Linked DNA regions of Mus musculus: region 2 is linked to region 1. The links are chromatin contacts, called in public Hi-C maps. All regions are on one chromosome and are shown on one strand. The core of a region is the stretch at or near the end of the contact, and the rest is flanking DNA. Distances in the headings are between cores, read along the strand shown.

Region 1 (3,213 bases), core at 533-3,032:
TCACAGGGGTCTCCTAAGACCATCTGAAAACACGGATACTTACATTACAATTATAGCAGTAGCAAAATTACAGTTATGAAGTAGCAACAAAAATAATTTTATGTTTGGGGTCACACAGGAGGAACTGGATTAAAGGGTCGCAGCTTTAGGACAGTTGAGAATGACTGTTCTGGAAGCTCTGGGCAATACAGAGTCTCTCATTCCTCACCCCTAGCTGACTGAGAGCCAGGATTATTCCTCCTCCTCCTCCTCCTCTTCCTCCTCCTCCTCCTTCTCCTCTGCCTCTTTTCCTTTTTTCCTCTTCCTCTCCCACTTCTTTTTTTCTTTTTCCTTTTTTATCAAACCATAGTCTTTGATGACTGACCTTGAATTCACTCCTGCTTTGGCCTAGAGTCTATGGATAGATGACCAGGCCTAGATGAGAGTCTACATTTCTATAAGATGCTTGTGTGATTTACAGGTACCTTGAATATAAGGCATAGCATCTTTACTGTGGTTCTCTATTAAAACACACATTCCTGGCCTCATCTTTGAGCATCTTATGAGCTCCCAGGAGGGTCTATGCTAGGCTGTAATTAGCACACCAATTCGATAACTTGACTGAACACTGGGATTACCTAGACAGCTTTAACTTATGCAATGTTTGATCTCATTTTCATCCTCAAAATTCTGATTTAAAGGGTCTGCTGTGAGGTCCATCCAAGCTCTGGCATTGCTAAAGCCTTCCTGACTAGTTGTCATGAGCACCCAGGCAGTCCAAAACAGAGGTTATCTGTGGGTGGCCAAAAGTAGTCAGCACATCTAGTTAGCTTGACCCACACAGGGTCTCATAGTTTGCCTGCCAGCACTTGAACATGGAGGTTTCATAAAGGATACATACAAACACCTAGATTCCCAATTTCTCCGTAAAAATCCTAAATCAAAGACCCTAAGCTTCAGTACCTTCATGGCTACCATGAGCCAATATGACAGAGCCACTGCCTTCAGAAGCCCTGCCCATCTGAGTCCCCGCTGATATCACCCCTGCAATTGCCCCAGTAGGCACTAGTGTGTCCCAACCCTGATTGGACCCTGGAAGCCGTCACTGAACCATCTCCACTGGATTCTGCCTTTCTTTGGCTCTGCTGCTTGGCTAGAAGACAGACAATTCTTTCCAAAATTGGGTTTCAGATTTTTGAATTACACAACAGCCAGTATGTTGTAAATCTGGGTATCTTGCCCATACGCCTTTATCTTAGATTTGTTACAACCTGCACAGCATTGTTTTACAGGAGCTCGGGTGGATGTCCAAAGATAAATTATGATCCCTTGTGTGAAAGCCATATGCACCACTTGGTGAATCAATACCTGGCCAGCTTTGGCCTTTCAAGGGAACGCTTCAACCCACTGCCAGCCACCACTTGTTTGCATTTACACTTAGAGTCCTAACACATTCTGGACCCAGAGTTCTTCACAGTTTACAGAGCTCCTTCCCAGGCATTCTGCCACAGACTCTCCACAGTGAACCATGACAAAATAAATAGATTGCCTTTGGTGTTAAAAACAAAAACAAAAACAAAACAATAAAAAACTCAAAGAGGCAAAAGTGAGGTTGACATGCCCTGCTTGTCAGCATTTTTTTTTCAGATTTAACCTCTCTCTGCATTGCCTCTAAAGCATTATCCTGGAAGAAAATGCCTGATGAAGAGATCTCAAGAGAACTGTGGCTCTCTCTCACCACAGGACATCAATCTGGAAGCCAGAAGTTTCTGGAAATGCTCTCTTCTGCACATCTGCTTTCTGACCTCATGCTGTTCTTACCAGATGGTTCTTGGAAAGGTCCTAGTTGATCAGAGGAACAAAGTTCCTAAGGGATGCTTGACCCAGTAGAAAAAGTGTAGATGGGAGAATTTTTCATACCTGTCCAAGAGCTCCACGGCCTCACACCCCAATGACTTAACCAAGGACAGCCAGATGCATCCATCTGATTGAGCATTCGTCCCAACCAAAAGAAAGGGATGCCGGGCATGGTGGCACATGCCTTTAATCCCAGCACTTGGGAAACAGAGGCAGGCGGATTTCTGAGTTCAAGGCCAGCCTGGTCTACAAAGTGAGTTCCAGGACAGCCAGGGCTACACAGAAAAACCCTGCCTCGAAAAACCAAAAAAAAAAAAAAAAAAAAAGGAAAAAAAAAAAAGAAAGGGATGTAGAGACAGTGAACGGACAAATAAGAGGCTGATGGGGTATGAAGTAGGCAGGTGCAGCCTCAGTGGATAGATTGATGAGCTCAGAGTGGAGAATAGATGGCTGCTCAGAGGTAGAGAACAAACAGCTTTGTAATAATAGCCTCTATGGAACTGGCATGTAGGAGCCATGGTTTACTGGAAGTCTGTGTGGTACCAGGCTGTCCCTTTCTATTCTTCCTGATCTGACAGCGATTCTTAAGATGTTGCACTGGTCTATACAAACTTACTCCTTTGCTGGAAGGAGTAGGATGGTCCCTAAGTATGTGCATCCATGAACATCATTATTAGTAGTATGGTCCCTAAGTATTTGTATCAATGAACATTGTTATTAGTTGAGCCTCTGGACTTGAAAGCAGGCATAATAGTCAGCAGAATTTTGTTTCTGTCACTTTATGCCCTGGCTTTTGTTTCATCTTGCCTCTGCCTACACAGCATCAGACTCCCAAATGGCCTCCCCACTTCTTTTCCTTCAGACTGATCCATCTTCCATACTGTAGCTACAGACAGTGATCATCCCCATGCCTGTACACAGGGACCAACTGGAAAACTAAAGTAATTGATGGGTGATGCCATGCCCTGCATGGGAACAGTTCAGTAATGCCCCTAGAGAGTTTAGACTCTAGCCTTCAAGTTTCAGAAAGACTGTTTCAATTCCACATTAGAATCCCTCCAAAAGGCATTCGAGACTCCTTATATGGGGACACAGCCAAATCATTAGAGTCTGTGAGAGCAAGACCCAGGCATCTAGGCTAAAGTTCTGTAGGAGACTCTTACATGTCATTAAGAATGAGACTTTGGCTGAGTGTGGTGACAAAAACTTGTGATGCCAGCATTTGGGAAGCTGAGGTAGGAGGGTTAATTTTGAAGTCAGCAGGGATCGTAATAAGACTCTACCTTGTTCTTTTTTGGGGGGGGGTATTTATTTATTTAACATCCCAACTGACCACAGTTTCCCTTCCCTCCTCTCCTTGAAGTCTTTCCTCTTATC
Region 2 (3,213 bases), core at 351-2,850, 1.2 Mb before region 1:
GGTGGTGGCAGTGGTGATGGTAACAATACTGAGGCCAGACTTCTTCAAATCTTTCCTCCTAAAGTTGCAACGGTCTCTGAGCATTGAAGGATGACAGGACGTTGTGGAAAGGCTTAATAATTACTGACTTTTATTAAAATTTCTCCTATTGCATAGATGTTATAAGTTTGGAGTCTCTGAGCTGGTACATTGTAAAGCCTGGACTTAAAATTAGTATCAAAGGTCTGGGGTACTGACTTTGCTCCCACAGTTGTTTATTATTATTATTATTATTGTTATTATTAATTTTTGTTTTTTAAGACAGGGTTTCTCTGTGTAGCCCTGGCTGTCCTGGAACTCACTCTGTAGACCAGGATGGCCTTGGACTCAGAAATCTGCCTGCCTCTGCCTCCCAAGTGCTGGGATTAAAGGCGTGCGCCAACTACCACCCGGCTATTATTATTATTTAAAGTCAAAATATAATTATGTAATTTCTCCCTTCCTTTCCCTCTCTTTAATCCCTACCATGTTTTCCTCTGGTTCCCTTTCAAATTCATGGGCTCTTTTCTCATAATTGTCATTGTTACACATACACACTCACACAGACACACAGACACACATACACAGACACACAGACACACAGACACACAGACACACAGACACACAGACACACAGACACACACACACACACACACACACACACACCCAACATAACTTGCTCAGCCTGTTTAATATTACTATTTGTGTGTGACTACATTACAGTACATGTGGGGAGGTCAGAAGACAATGTGTGGGAATTGATTCTCCATTTCTACCATGTGGCTCCTGGGATTCAAACACAGGTCATGAGGCTTGGTAGCTCTACCTTTAGCTGATGGTCTTTCCCTCTGGCTCACATCTTGTATTTTAAATTCACTCAGTGATCCTATGAGGTAGACTCATTATACACCTAGAAAAATTGGAACTCCACAGAGACTATGTTTTGATTTAGGCTTTTATAGCCAGAGAAACGTAATAGCTGCCAAGGAGTAGGTACACAGCGATTACACCTCTGCACAGGATACTATCTCTGTGCTAAAGTTAGAGAAACAAACTGTGGCAAAACACTCACAACCAAAGGTTACACCGTGTCATAGTTCAAGGAAGACTGTGGTTTCTTGAGAGACTCAGTGAATCACTGGACTTGGGATTGGATAGCTCTGTGGGTTCCAAATGGCTTCTGCCCTTGACCAGAACTGGCTAGTCCAAAGGTACACAGCTGACCACAGGGCATTCAGACTGGTGTCTACCCAGCCACTTACTCCATTCTCCATGCAGATCTGGAGTGAGATGTAGCAACTGGCATCTGCCAGTCTTGGGCCCTTGATCTGCTGATGGAATAGAGTGGAGAAGGGAATTAAAGCAGGATTCCTTGTGTACTTTGTTGTATTAGAATGTACCTCTCTGAGACTCTTATAGGAGAAGAGAAGGAAATAGGCTTTGAAAAGAGGAATTGGATTTATGGTGCATCCCAGGGTCTCTACGATTTTGCCCAGTGACCTTGGAGTGAGGAAACCCAAGACAGCTGTGACTTGGCAGCCAATGGGCCTAGATCCAGGGATTTTGGCTTCACTCGGCTGTAGGGGTGGAACAAAAGGAGGGGGAGGCTTGTGTTTCACGCTTGCATCAGGCATTTGGAGAGGATCACTATCCTCCAAAGAGATGAAGATGAATTCTGTGTTGCCTTGGTGACATAAAGGAAAATTATCAGATCTACTTCGAATGTGAGTATTTCACAGCCGTCATTAAATTTTTGTCTGAATTTTGCCAGGAAGGCTAGAGATGCACATATCTGGGGTTTAAAACAAATTCATCATGTTTCTTAAGCAGTCGTAACAGTCTCCCTCCCTAAAAACTGTGATGGGTGGGGGAAGCGGCTCAGAGACAGCAATGACTTCAAGCTGAGCAAAAAGATTCCCTCCTTGAGTTCTTGGCTCGAATCATGCATCCACCCTGAGAAATGTACTTTGTCCGCTCGCAAGTTATTTTTCTCCATCTTCTACGAGGCTGGAGCTGGCAACTCTGTTTATTGTGCACTGAGGGATTAAGTTGCTCCTCTGTGCAGCACAATCGTCATTCAACACCAGCTCAGGAAAGCAGGAATTGGTGTTTTGATTGCTGTTACCATGGTGACCAGTGGCCTGTTAGTTTGATGACCAGCAATGCTTTAAGTAACTGTGCTGAGGACTCCGGTCTGACGGGCATGGTTTCTTCTTCCCGTTACCTCACTTCTTGCGTGTGGCAAGTAGCTCACGTCACGGTTTTAACATGCCCAGACACACTCAGGGAAGGGCAGGAACGAGCAGAGGACGTCATTCTCAGAGGCTGGATGCTGCTGTTGCTTGGTTAGGATATCCTGTGAGGCCAAACAAACCCTGTCCCTGCCATTACAGCTTCTCCTGGGACGAATCATAGACCTTTTTTCTTCTGTCTTCTGCATAGGGTCTAACCTCTCTTAACTCAGAATGCAGCCATAGGCTCTTGGAGGTCTTCATTTGGTGCCACACTTATATTCCAACTAAACATTTGGTCTCCTAGACCTTTTTCAAAGTTTGAGCCTTAGTCCCACCTAGGATCTGGTAGCCTCCGGGGAAGTCTCTTATTCCTACATGTGTCACATGGTGGCAGGTGCTCTGGCTGCCTTCCAAATGTCTCTTCTGCCATCCTCTGTCCTTTATGGCACAGAGAATGTTTGTTCCCCTTGGGGCCTTGCCTTGAGCTGAGTGTGTGCCTCCAGTAGCTATGCTTTGCTTAATTTTTTTTTTTTTTTAGCTCAACCCTCCTCAGCATCTCTATGATCCACAATTCCTCTTTTCCCAGCCCAGAATATTCTCTGCTTCTCACAGGCCTGGTTGGAAACCAGCTCTGGATTTCTGGGTTTTCTAGCAGTGTGAGATATAGATTTTTCTTCTTCTTCTTCTTCTTCTTCTTCTTTTTTTTTTTTTTTTTTTTTTTTTTTTTGTTTGTGCCATAGCTAAAGGAGACATATGTCAGGTCCCCTTTTGAAGGAAAATGACCTGAGCACAGCTGTGTAAACTTGTGCTTCATGGGCATTTTGGGCACTGTTTAAAGAAAGACACATGACAATATAGACCCTCTGCAGGTGAGGACCCTCAAGGCAGGAATTCTGTCCTCTGTCTCAGACTGCCAGGAGCTGGCCTCTGATTTCGGAGGATTAAGTGCCTTTCTTGTGTG

What was found. Hi-C and Micro-C count contacts between places; a contact is called where the count stands out from the background.
Region 2: a Hi-C map of uterus shows a contact between it and region 1, with 2.0 times the contacts expected there. The contact joins two enhancer-like sites. A contact is called at or near these places in 2 of 484 Hi-C or Micro-C datasets (bone marrow-derived macrophages and uterus), 8 of 115 datasets of contacts at active chromatin or transcription factors (astrocytes, embryonic stem cells and stem cell-derived neural progenitor cells) and 1 of 9 other capture datasets (embryonic stem cells).

The regions. Positions count from the first base shown.
Region 1 is chr4:55,460,095-55,463,307 of GRCm38.p6, reverse strand. No RefSeq gene overlaps it. Among named protein-coding and RNA genes, the nearest start is that of Gm22150, 7.5 kb to the left of the region's middle. Within about 2 kb of position 1,782, at least 6 of the 459 cell types and tissues checked have an H3K27ac peak or open chromatin away from gene starts, as enhancers often do. A contact at or near this core is called in uterus, where this site is marked.
Region 2 is chr4:56,643,163-56,646,375 of GRCm38.p6, reverse strand. All of the region lies in intron 6 of Gm34687 (a long non-coding RNA gene), which reads left to right. Among named protein-coding and RNA genes, the nearest start is that of Gm26144, 34 kb to the left of the region's middle. Within about 2 kb of position 1,600, at least 130 of the 459 cell types and tissues checked have an H3K27ac peak or open chromatin away from gene starts, as enhancers often do. A contact at or near this core is called in uterus, where this site is marked.